Regions from separate parts of the Rattus norvegicus genome. Here region 1 is linked to region 2. Evidence: chromatin contacts called from public Hi-C data. All regions are on one chromosome and are shown on one strand. Each heading gives the region's core, a stretch centred on a gene start, on an enhancer-like site or on the middle of the called end of the contact. The rest is flanking DNA. Distances are from core to core; before and after follow the strand shown.

Region 1 (6,873 bases), core at 2,726-5,225, 110 kb after region 2:
AGAGAGAGAGAAAGAAGTTGAAAGGGATAAGGTCCTCAGCTCAGCAAATATCTAACATTAGCCAGCATGGGACATAATGCCCCTTATTCGATGAGCCCTCTGTGGAAGAGGACAATGGCTGAAGAACAGATCTGATTAGACAAGGAAAATGGCTATTTCATCTTTGGTGGCCTCAGTACAGTCACAACCTACTGTAGCCCGTGGTCATTTTGCCTTGGACATTTCCCCAAAGTCAGTGATGAAGAATCAGCATTTTAGTCAAATGCACATTACAGACAGGTCTCTCACGTCCTTAGGACATTTCCCGCAGATTGTAGCATACACAGAACTTAAAAAGAAGTCCCACAACCTCTCCATCCTTTTATCCGGTACCGTTTAGACACAGGTGGACATTTCCAGTAAGAGAGGATGCCACATGGGAGCTGAGAACAGGAGAAGAGGGCAGGCTACGGTTGGAAAACTACAGAGCAAATGCCAGTGGGCTTCAAGAGCTTGAGAGGCGAGCCTAAACTCAGTTGAAACCACAGTTGCTCCACAGGGGGAATACGCTGGGTTCTTATAGAACAAAGGTTGTTTTGTGCAGGGTGGCTGTGCACAAGTTCAACTTCCTGCCATTGCTGGCCCAGGAGGCATACCCTGTCCGGCTATGAACAAAGAGAATTTATGGAAACACAGATGGGTTAACTAGGAATAAAGTCAACATCAGTCAAGGGAATGCATTCATGGGGACCACGAACAGAAACCCAAATTCAAATAGTGAAACCTTAAACACCGAAAGCATGCTGGGAGGGGTGGGGGCATTTTAAAGCAGTGGTTCTCAACCTGTGGGTCCCGACCTCTTTAGGGGTCCATGGACTTTTCACAGGCATGTCCTAAGACCATCGGAAAACACAGATAGTCACATATTTGCAATGCATAACAGCAAAATTACAGTTATGAACTAGCAATAAAAATAAGGCTATATTTGGGGGATCGCCACCACACGAGGTGCTGTAGTCAAGGGCTGCAGCATTAGGAAGGTTGAGAGCCACTACTGTAGAGAAAGACCCTAGACACCACCTACCAAGACACTTGTGTCATGTCTCCTGCTATTGGACTGTTACAACAGGCACTGGAGTTTCTCCCAGGAATCTCCTCCTGGAAGAAGGAAAAAGTTGACACTTGGCTCTAGATGGAGGAAGAACTTGTCTCCCAGAAAAATTTCACACAGTACTAGAAACTCAGACCACCTCATGAATGGGCCACTGAGGGGCAAGACCATACTCTGACCAAAACTTCTCTATGCATATGTCTTGCCTCTACCTAATTAAACATTGTCACATGTCAGGACTCTGAAAGATGAGCTCGAAGAGCCATTGACTTGTCCTTTTCAGTAGCCACAGACTAAACCTCCTTTTTCTTTCTTGTTTCAAATCTGCATTTATTTCTTTACTGGGACAGGGGGTGCATGGGCTATAGATTGTGGGGGTCAGAGGACAACTTACAAGGCTGGTTTCTCCCCTTTCCACCATGGTAGGTCCTGTGGCTCGAACTCAGATTGCCAGCCTCGGTGGCAGATGAAGTACGTGACTTCACCTCCTTTTATAGTGAAAAATGAAAATTTTTTTTCTATGTAGGGACATGTCTTAAGAGTAAACCCAGTTGGTGGACCCAGTAAGGTGGAAACACCCTTTAGAAAGGTAGGCTCACCTTAACCCTTGGTGAGAAGGAGATAGGAAAACTATCCCTTTACAGAGACACAGCGGGACTTTAATGTTTTCAAAACCTATTTTTAGGATGGTTCTTAAATGTTTTAGGCCCTTTTAGCCCACCACCCTCCAGAGGTAGTGGGAAAGAAAGGATATGGTGGAAGTGGACCCATTTAGAAAGATTCTTTGGAGCAACTCCTGCTTGTGTTGTCTGGAAACCAGCAGTTTAGCTCACAGGTTAGCAGGCAGCGGCAGCTTGATCCACTTGAAAACACTTCACAGACACAGCAGCAGTCCAGTTCAGCAGAGTCAAGTTAGCAACAGTGGTGACACAACCTCGTAGAGACAGCCAGGCCTCAGCCTTGGCTCGAGTCATCAGGAGGGACCAGGAGGAACACCAGGAGAAGTTCTCAGCTGTGCCTCTCTCAGGGAAGTGAAGATTATCGAAGACATCACTGTCCCAATCAGACCAAGTGGCAAGAAACTGCAGCACACCACCAGACGTTTGTTGGTGCGTTTCTCTCTGTGGAGTCCTGACAAATGCAGCTCAACTATGCGACGTAAGGCAGACCAAAACACGTGTGTCGTTAGCAAAGAATCCTCCATCACGTGTCCTTTCACGTGCTTGCTTTAGCAAAGCGCCCTTTCACCTGTGTCTGCTTCAGCTAAATGTTCCTTCGTGCGTTTGCCTTAGTCTCTAACCTGTGTCCACGTCAGCTAAACACTCCTTCACGAGTGTGCCCCAGCAAAACACCATCTAAAGAACCATTAAGTTTCCACTTCAGCACTGTACTCTGCCTTCCTAGAATCCCCACTCCTTAGAACAGACTGTGCACTACCATAAGGTTTGGCTGAGTCTATCATCCCCCTGTTGTGTGGACATAGAACGTTTCCTTTTTCTTTTTCCTGTCTCTTTCTCTCAGATGCTGTCAGAAGCTAATTATCCTTCTTTTGGTGCTCTGGGCTTCATATTCTTTGTGAAAAGCCCCTTCTCCTCTGAGCAGCTGCCTGCCAGTCTATGGCTGACCTCCATGCTGGCTTAACTCAAATAGCATAGCTTTCTTCCTCTCCGCCACTCTCCTCTGCTCTGGGCAGCTGCTGGAAACTCCAGCTAGCCTACCTTGTGGTTTTCGTTTATGTGTGTGTGTGTGTGTGTGTGTGTGTGTGTGTGTGTGTGTAGTATTTATTTTATATTATATTACATTGTATTTATATGATGTTATTATAATTATATATTCATATAATTATATTTGTATAATATAAATAGAAATAAATAAATATATTTATTTATATTTAATACTGAAAGTGTAAAAGCATGATGCTCCACAGCTTCTAACTGTACAGAAGTTCACTGAGATGTGTAGACTCAGGATCTGGTTAACTTGTGCATGGGATTTCCTGCCACAGGTCAGCTTTGATAGGTCAGGTAACCTGAGAAGGGCTGCGGAGTTGATAATTAATCACTCAGCAGACTTTTTTCTGAGGGTGCAAAACTTAATTTTCTGGGGCCAGCAAAAAAGGGAGAAAAATTACAGACTGTCTTAGTCAGGGTTTCTACTCCTGCACAAAAATCATGATCAAGAAGCAAGTTGGGGAGGAAAGGGTTTATTCAGCTTACACTTCCACATTGCTGTTCATCACCAAAGGAAGTCAGGACTGGACCTCAAGCAGGGCAGGAAGCAGGAGCTGATGCAGACGCCATGGAGGGATGTTACTTACTGACTCACTTCCCCTGGCTTGCTCAGCTTGCTTTCTTATAGAACCCAAGACCACCAGCCCAGGGATGGCACCACTCACAGTGGGCCTCCCACCCTTATCATTAATTGAGAAAATGCCTTACAGCTTGATCTCATGGAGGCATTTCCTCAAGGGAGGTTCCTTTCTCTGCGATAACTCCAGCTTGTGTCAAGTTGACACACAAAACTAGCAGTGTACATACCACACACACACACACACACACACACACACACACACACACACACACGCACACACAATGTGGATGAAGCAAGCTTCAAAAAGCTCCAATAGCTTTATTTTTTCTCTTAGCCTTTTAATATCACCTAAGACAAAAATTCTCCATGTAAGAAAAAGATGACCTCATAGCCACAAGTTACATATTCTCCAGAAACAATCACCACAAAAGCATATTCTTCAAAAACAGATTAAGATCACTGCACAGAAGGAAATTACACCAGGATTGTTGACTCTGTATTCTTCTTTTGAAACGCATACATAACTAAACATTTCCGGTCTATCTTTCTCTCCACAGAGTCATTGTAACCGCAAAACAATAATTCCTTTGTTACTGATTAACAAAAGTTTAAGCAAGCCACTCTCTAGCAGCAAGTTTCCCCACTCTACTTAGCCGATGACAATTTGTATTTACCAAGAAACAGATCGTCATAAATCTTGCATCTTATCTTGAAGTCTTGTTCAGCTAAACTGGCTAAGCGTCTAGTCTCCATTCTTATACTCAGAATAGTTCACTCTTTGTAACTCTGTCTTTTCATGGTGCACACCAAAACCTAGGATGACATCTCCAGTTCACAAGACCCAGGAATTCACACCCAACCTAGAACGAATTTTTTTTAAAGATTTATTTATTTATTATATATATAAGTACACTGTAGCTGTCTTCAGATACACCAGAAGAGGGCATCGGATCTCTTTACAAGATGGTTGTGAGCCACCATGTGGTTGCTGGGAATTGAACTCATGACCTCTGGAAGAGCAGTCGGGTGCTCTTAACCGCTGAGCCATCTCTCCAGCCCCGAATTTTTTTATTATTAACTTATCCCAAGCCTATTTTTCTCCTTCAAGTACAATTACGTGTTTGTAACACATGAAAGCTCACTGCATTCCTTTTGTAGCCTATGCAGCCCTCCCTAGTCTACAGGGAGGGGCACATTCTATTCGTAATTTTAAGTTTATTATATCTTTCTGGCAAAACAACCCAAACCACCTCTTTACATGTTCTATCCCCTGCCCCTAACTTCCTCAAACCTACTTAGATTAAGTCAGTAATTACGTAAAATCAGTAATTCATTTATACAGCATCATTTTATGAAAGTTCATATTGATCGGCAGGAAAATTACCCAATAGAGTGGGCTGTGTCTTAGGAGCAATCCCCAGCAGACTGTAGGCAGTGAGGATCTCCCCATGACCGATCGCCTCATGCCAGATAGATGGGGAACACAACAAAGTTGAACATGAGAGAGCACAGCCGCAGCAAGAAGCAATCTGCAGAGGAACCCCACCCAGGGCTGCGCCTCTCTGAGGTACGTTCGCCGCCTCTGTGCACAGCAGTGCACCATTTCCAGGAAGCTCCTCTTGCATGGTCAATTTCCCTTTACGGTTTGTTAGATTTTTTGTAATATATTAAAAATTTTTAAAGTTATTTTCTTTTAAACACTAATAAAATCACGCTCAAGCTTCCAGTTCATTCTTAAATCCTTTTATGAATGAGACTATGATCTGAAGGAAGGGACTCTGGTGTCCCAGTTTCACTTGGTGACCAGCGACTCCTCACCCTTCAAAGCTACAAGGCACCTTACTGCTTGTAACTTGTTTATCTAACTGGGTTGTTAAGGATGTGACTCTGGACCTAGTTTATTGGGGTTTTTGGGGCCAAGGCTTTAGCCTTCAATGACTCTGGTAACAACACCAGCTAGTGTGGATTTGTGAAGGGCTGGGACACTGGAAGACACACAGGAAATGGGACCTCCTACAGTGGAGACTGGAGCCAAAGAAAGATTTCTCTCAGTAAAAATTCAAAAGAAAAACTCAGGCATGGGAAGCATTGTCTGTGTCCTTCATCAGAGGGAATCAGCCCTATAAATTATTCTGAAAGTACTTTCATATGATTTGTCTTGTGTAATTTTTGTTTCTTGAGACAAGTTCTCACTCTGTAGCCCAGGCTGGTCTTGAACTCGTGGCACTCCTCCTGCCTGAGCCTCCTGAAGATGAGCTTTGCCGCTGAAGTCTGAGGTCACCATGACCCCTGTGAATGCCAATGTAACGTATAAATGCATATGGATCGGTCAGTTTAGAGGGCAGGGTAGTGGTAAAAAAAAACCTCAGTGGTTAAAATCTTGAGGACAAGATTTTGGATCCTAGTACTCACATGACGAGATGAGGGCTCTACACAAACCTATAATCCCAGCTCAAAAGGGGACAGAAGCAAGAGGATCACTGGGCTTTCTGGTTTCTAGTCTAGCCAAGAAGAAGCCTCAGGCTTAGGGAGAGACCCTGCCTGGAAAGGAACACATAGAGAGTAACTGAGGGGAATAGATGACTGACATCTTCTGGCTTCTATGGGCACCCCCCAACACACATATTCATATACACTCACACAGATAGATAGATAGATAGATAGATAGATAGATAGATAGATAGATAGATAGATAGATAGATTCTTTTCCCTTAAAGCCAAGGATCTGGTGATGCAAGGCAGCTTGGTGGTGTTTCATTCATGATGTCCTGTTTCAATCCTCAACACCGCAAACGACGGTGTTCATTTTAAAGATAGTCCTTATGTTAAAATATTATCAAAATCCTACATTAGTACAAACCTAACATTTGCCAGTTCTTGGCAAAGGCCCAGGCCATCCCTGGGGCAGCTGTACCCTGTGGAGCTGTGCAAGGCTAGCTCATGGGTAGTCCCTCTGGAGAAGATCTGAAGAGTGCGAAGAGTAGTCATTTTCCCTCTCAGGGGACCTTTCAGAACCATGGCCGTCCTTCTTAGACCCCATGTCCACCCTTCTATGTACACAGCAAGCTCCGCTGAGAAATCAGAGTTGGGGAGAAGCCTTTGGCACTTGGCATTTAAATGGAGACAGGAAGGAACCCACGAGCTTGCTGCCCTCTCCTTGGCCTCGAAGTGAAGGTCGCTGAGCGGCCGCCCAGGCCGCTGCCCCGGAAACTGGCACTGCAGCAGCTGTTCGCCCGGCCACTGCGCAGGCAGAGTTTTGTTTGGCTTTCCGGTCTAGTTGCTGACTTCTGTGGGAGACTTGAAACTCTTCACGCTCTCCGTGCCCTGGTGCACGCGAACCCCGTTTTGTGGGTTTTAAACGAGGAGAGTTGTAATTTGAATCGGAAATGCCCCCACTGTTTTTGAAGTCTGGTTCTCCAGTGGGTGGCGATATTTTGGAGGGGGCTCTGGAGTCTTTGGGAGGTGGGGTCAGT
Region 2 (6,270 bases), core at 712-3,211:
AGTGGTTCAGAGCACTGACTGCTCTTCTAGAGGTCCTGAGTTCAGTTCCCAGCAACCACATGGTGGCTCACAACCATCTGTAATGGGATCCAATGCCTGAATGCCTGAAGTCAGCTACAGTTTATTTATATATAATAATAAGTAAATCTTAGAAAGAAGGAAAGAAAGAAAGAAAAAGACTGCATTAAGAAAAGAAAATCCCCCTCACATCAAAGAGACATTATACATTGTCTCAACATTGACCCCTCTCCTCACCTTCCAGGTCCACTCCCCACCCCTGGCAACAGCCAGGTTCTCTTTTTCTCTGGACTTCAACTGCATGTTTCACAGAAACAGAAGCAATCGATCTGTGAGCTGCACATCTGGCTCTCTTCCTGAAGCATGTTTTGTACATCTGTTGACAGTGCAGCACCAATCAGTACCGGAATCCTTTCATTTTTCTTACCAGCACCCCATTGTGTGTGAACAATGCTCTTTATCTACTTCCTCAGGGCTGCTACGCGGGCTAGCTGGCCTGTGAACCACCCGACGGTCATCTGTTTCTCCCTACTACCTCGAGAGAAGAGCCCTGGGTTGCAGATGCCCTGCCACATCTGGCTTTTCCTGGATTCTGGAGGTCTGGAGCCAGGTCCTCAAGCTTGTCCCCCAAGGATTTTAGCCACTGAGCCAGCTCCCCAGCACAGCCCGTCTTTTTGTCCCGGGGAGCAGTCTCCTTCCTCCAGTTAACCCAATTCACAGCTATATTTGCGAACGTTCTGCAGTTGGCTTCTGCCGGGTCTACAGATTTTAAGATGTACAGCCACGGTGGGAAGGAATGGAGATCCCCCATAATTTTGGTCAAACTGTAAACAGATTTTCCTTTTCCTAATTCCTTGGGAGATACAGGTCTTTTTTTTCCCCCTCCCGACTATTAATAAAATATGAATAAAACACCGGACAAATAAGTTTCCCTAATGGCTCGCATGGAAAGGTGTGGCAGGGAGGCGTTCCAGCCCTGTCAGCAGGAGCATGAGGTGATCCTGCGTCTTAAGTCAGGGAAGTGCCGGTCAGGGAGCCACCGGTTACCTCCTCTTGCCTTTTTTTTTTTTTTTTTTCAGTCCAGACCCTGGCATGTGTCAAGATGCCACCCACATTCAAGGTGGCTCTCGCCCTTCTCAGTTGGCCCATTTTGACACACTTAAAAAGTATATCTCTCTGCTGAGTCTTGATCCTGTCAAGCTAACTATTAAAGTTAATCACAGTGAGAAAGCTGAGGTGGCAAGTTTATGGCCCTGTGCACCTGGTCACACTGCTATGGGCATTGTGCACCATTACTGACTTGGTTGTGTAACGGGAGTGATCCTGTGTGATCCTGCAGGAATTCTTCATCTTTTCATGGGGACACCAATCTGTTTTTCACAGTGGTTGAACCACTTTCCACCCCCGCCAACAGTGTTTAAGCGCACTCCTGATGTTGCCTCTTTACATTATCAAAACTGTCTCAGGAACGGTCTCCAGACTCCTTACCCAGGAGGTACAGGCTGGGAGAAGCCACCTTTTTGCAGTTTAAGGCTGTTTACAGGAGATCACTCCAGAGTCACTAAGGCACATTCACCACTTCTATTCGAAGATCTATAAACTTTTGTCCTAGAGATTTCCACTCGGCCTCACACAGAACCCCACTTACAAAGCTGGGGCCTGAGGCAGAAGGAAGCAGCTGCGCTCAAATGCTTCGGTCTAGCGAGTCTTCCGAGGCTTGCACAGTCGCACTCAGCCCCGCCTCCGCTCCCACGCCCTGTCTCTGCCCAGGCAAGCCTGGGGGGCGGGAGCCTAGAGTCGGAGGAGACAAAGGGAGAGGCGTGCGGTCCCTCCCGGGGTTACTCCCGGTCAGCACCCGCCTACAGGGTTACTCGCGTTCACTCGGCCCACAGCGCCTGACCCTGCGCAGCCAATCAGCGGCTTCTCTGCGGCTCTGCCTGAGCCCGATCCAATCAGGAGGCGCCGCCCTTGCAGACTGCACTTTTTAGTTGCCATCCTGGATGGCTAGGGAGGACTACCTACGTATTCAGTTTCTCTCTGTCTTTGGGACGGAAATGCTGAGCAGTGGTCTCTGTGTGGCCCGCCCTCTCATGAGTCATAGGGCAATAGGGTTGGGCCTCAAGAGCTCGGGTGTCAGCTCTGAACTACTTCTACCACAGACTGGATGGTGTGACCATGACCAAGCCTTTTGATAACTCCACTTGACACTTTACTCTCTTAGAAGTATGGAGTAGCCTCCTCAGAGGGCGGGGCCTGCACAAAATGAATCTTCCAGGGATCTTTCAATAGCTGCGCCCCTTATTCCATAGCCTACTGCTGCAGCCTGCTGCTGGGTACAAACACCTCTCTGCTTCCGCCCTCTTTTGCTCAAACGAAACAAACAAAACCACTTCAAAATTCTACCCAGGACTTCAGGAATCTCCCAAAAGTCCCGGTGTCCTGAAGGCACAGACACAAGTAATGGACCCAAAAGAAGCCAATGCCTACTGATTCCTGGCGGAGTCCTTACCTGGCAGAGTCTACCCATAGACTAAGTATGGAGTGTACATGCACCTTTGTCATTGTGTGTGTGTGTGTGTGTGTGTGTGTGTGTGTGTGTGTGTGTGTGTGTAGTGCTGCAGGGTTGATAGCATTCAGAGTTGGTGGGAAGGCCAGAGAACTACAACTGAACCCTTGGTTCAAAACCCATTGCCATTTTTCCCTCTTATGTTCCTGGGAAAATAGGTAGGCAGGATAGATGGAGTTGTGAGTAGTCATTGCCACCAGTCTCTCCTGTGTTAATTTCTCCATTGCCCAAGCATTCACCATGTGTCAGGGTTGAATTCACCCTTAGTGCCGAACTAGATACTGTTTTCCAGAATGAAATCTCGTGTCCCCATGGCCACAGGAGAGACCCAGCGGCCAGTGGAAGAGAAGACAAGGAGAAAAAGGGGGGGAAGGAGGGAAAAGAGGAGGTGGCATAGGAGACAGCAGACGGAACTGAGCCGTTGACAATGGTTGGATAAGGTAGCATCAAATAGTCTTTGACCAGTGAGGAAGCCAGAACTGACAAATGTATCAAACTTTCTTTTTTGAGAAAAGATTGTTTCATGTGTATGGGTGTTTCAATGCCTGGTGCCCTCAGAGGCCAGATGAGGGTATAGAGCCCCCTGGACTAGAGTTACAAACAATTGTGAGCCACCGTGCGGGTGCTGGGAATCGAACCTAGGACCTCTGGAAGAGCAGCCAATGCTCTTAATCACTGATCCATCTCTTCATCCTCACATACTATTTTCTCAAGGGGAAAGATGAGGACAGGATTTGGGCCCATGTTAGGATCACCTGTGTTGCTCTCAAGAGCACATGGCTCTGACCTGGCCAAGGCCTGCTCTTTTGTCTCCTCCCTTCTTCCATCCTCTCTGCCTGGAACCACCTAGGCCAGCTACCTCTGTGCACCTTGCCCCTTTCGGCAGGAGAAGAAGGTGTACTAGGAAATGAAAGACTCAGACATCCAATGCCTTTAAATCCATACCTCTGAGAAACAGCCCACATGGTGAGGCTGAGCCTGGACAGCCTCTGTGTGTTTGTGTGGTGTGTGTGTGTGTGTGTGTGTGTGTGTGTGTGTGTGTGTGTGTGTATGTGTATGTATGTGTGCACATACACATACATACATATACACATACATATACACATGCATATATATACACATACACACATATATACACATACATGTATATATACATATACATATATACACATACACACATACACATATATACATATATACACATACACACATATACATGTGTGTGTGTGTGTGTGTGTGTGTGTGTGTGTATAATATATAACAGGACAGGTTTCGGGGGCAGCACCTGACCTGTTTCACAGCTCCACACTTGGAAGCAGAAATCCAGCTTCAGTCCTGGAAGTCCTGAATTCTACTCCGTCCACGGTCTCAGCTCTGGTAAGTTCTGGGCATCTGAGAGCCAGAATACTTGCAAGAGGAGAAAGAGTTTCTAAGCAATGACTCTGGTCAGTGGGTGTAGGCTTTAAAAACATGGGACCCGCTGATATACTGGTGGCTAAAGTGAGCTCAAGCTCTTGGAAAAATTTGAGATGCTTCTTAGTGGAGCTCTCTATGAACCAAATCACTTACATCAGATAGGGCAGTGGTCATGGGAATATTTGAGCTTGACAGGACTGATCAATATTTGACTCCAAAATGAGCTATACAGTAATATCCTGTGAAGTAAAAGAGGTAGGACCAAAGGCTCCATTGTGGGACAGAGTTTTGTTGTGGTAGTTTTGAGATCAGCTCTCCACAACACAAAATTGCCATGCTTTGTTTTGTGGTATAATTAGAATGTCTCTAGTCGGGGGTTGGGGGTTGAGCTCAGTGATAGAGTGCTTGCCTAGCAAGCGCAAGGCCCTGGGTTCGGTCCTCAGCTGGGGGGGTAGGAGGGAGAATGTCTCTAGTCATGCACGGAACAGTTTAGTAAATAGTGTGTGTGGCCTACAGGTCAGGCAGGAGTGAGCCTTCCAGTTCCAGCTTATGGCACTTCAGGACCCCAGTAGTCCTTAGAGATTGGCTGGGACAATATTGAAATGGATGCACCGGGACATATTTGGGACCCATAAGGAGAAAACAAAGATGAGGGATACAATATCCAGTGAGGGATGCTCTGAAGCATAATTTCACTCTCTATAGCCAACATGCATTTAACATAATACAACTGTGAGAGTTTATGTTAAAAAACTGGAAAGGGGGGCTGGGGATTTAGCTCAGTGGTAGAGCGCTTACCTAGGAAGCGCAAGGCCCTGGGTTCAGTCCCCAGCTCCGAAAAAAAGAACCAAAAAAAAAAAAAAAACTGGAAAGGATAAAAAAAATTATTTATAAATGTTTTTCTTGTGCTGAAGAGATGCTCAGCCATTAAAGGCTAGACTCACAGCCAAAAATAGGAGTTGGGTTTCCAGCACCCACAGCTGCCTCTCCAGCCATGCAGTGTGTGTGTGTGTTTGTGTGTATGTATGTGTATGTGTGTGTATGTGTGTATGTATGTATATGTGCATGTGTGTGTATGTGTGGGTATGTGTGTAAGTGTGTATATGTATGTATATGTGCATGTGTGTGTGTATGTGTGGGTATGTGTGTGTATGTGTGTATGTATGTATGTGTGTATGTGTGGGTATGTATAAGTATGTGTGTGTATATGTATGTATTTATGTGTATATGTATATGTGTATGTATGTATATGTATGTATATATGTATGTATGTGTCTATGTGTATGTATATATGTGTTTATATGTATATATGTATGTGTATATGTATGTGTGTATGTGTGTATATGTATGTGGGTGTATGTATGTGTATGTGTGTGTATGTGTGTATGTATGTATATGTGCATGTGTGTGTATGTGTGGGTATGTGTGTAAGTGTGTATATGTATGTATATGTGCATGTGTGTGTGTATGTGTGGGTATGTGTGTGTATGTGTGTATGTATGTATGTGTGTATGTGTGGGTATGTATAGGTATGTGTGTGTATATGTATGTATTTATGTGTATATGTATATGTGTATGTATGTATATGTATGTATATATGTATGTATGTGTCTATGTGTATGTATATATGTGTTTATATGTATATATGTATGTGTATATGTATGTGTGTATGTGTGTATATGTATGTGGGTGTATGTATGTGTATGTGTGTATGTATGTGTGTGTGTATGTGTGTGTACGTATGTATTTGTGTATGTCTATGTATGTATGTATGTGTGTGTCTGTGTGTGTGTGCACGTGCGCCTTAATTTGCATTTACCTAATTACCTCATTGTTAACATTTTAAAAAATTGTTCCTGGAAAGGAAGGCTACCCATCTTCCAAGTTGGGTTTTATTGTTGTTCTTGTATCTTGTTTTGAGGAGGGGGTAGGAGGAGGTAGGAAGGGATAGGATGGGGTAGGAAGAGGTAGAAGAGGGTTGGATAGGGTAGGTGAGGATAGAATGGGGTAGGAGGTGGTTGGAGGGAGTTGGAGAAGGTAGGAGGGGGTAGGAGGGAGTAGGGTGGGGTAGGAGGTGGTAGGAGGAGGTAGGAGGAGGTAGGAGGGGGTAAGGGAGTAGAAGGGGGAGGAGGAGTTAGGAGGAGGTAAGAAGAGGTTGGAGGAGGTAGGAGGCAGGAAGAGGAAGTAGGAGGGGGTAGGGGGTAGCATTGCAACCATGTCTGACTCTGTAATTCGATTGCTCAGGAGCTGGGTGATAGGACACACTGACT

What was found. A called contact is a pair of places that touch in the nucleus more often than the background predicts.
Region 1: a contact with region 2 is called in a Hi-C map of Schwann cells, with 5 times the contacts expected there. The contact joins the enhancer-like site here to the promoter of Scd-ps1 in region 2. A contact is called at or near these places in 8 of 12 Hi-C or Micro-C datasets (the A7r5 cell line, the Rat2 cell line, Schwann cells and 5 more) and 1 of 1 datasets of contacts at active chromatin or transcription factors (oligodendrocytes).

Annotation. Positions count from the first base shown.
Region 1 is chr1:253,171,101-253,177,973 of GRCr8, forward strand. No RefSeq gene overlaps it. Among named protein-coding and RNA genes, the nearest start is that of Scd4, 22 kb to the left of the region's middle. Within about 2 kb of position 3,976, at least 5 of the 93 cell types and tissues checked have an H3K27ac peak or open chromatin away from gene starts, as enhancers often do. A contact at or near this core is called in the A7r5 cell line and Schwann cells, where this site is marked.
Region 2 is chr1:253,066,783-253,073,052 of GRCr8, forward strand. Scd-ps1 (stearoyl-CoA desaturase, pseudogene 1) reads left to right here and starts at 1,962. Exons shown (of 3, transcript XR_010063269.1): 1 at 1,962-2,552; 2 at 3,849-3,961. It overlaps LOC134485240 (a long non-coding RNA gene), which reads right to left and starts at 2,013. Exons shown (of 3, transcript XR_010063268.1): 1 at 1,667-2,013; 2 at 256-394. LOC134485241 (a long non-coding RNA gene) reads left to right here. Exons shown (of 2, transcript XR_010063270.1): 2 at 263-941.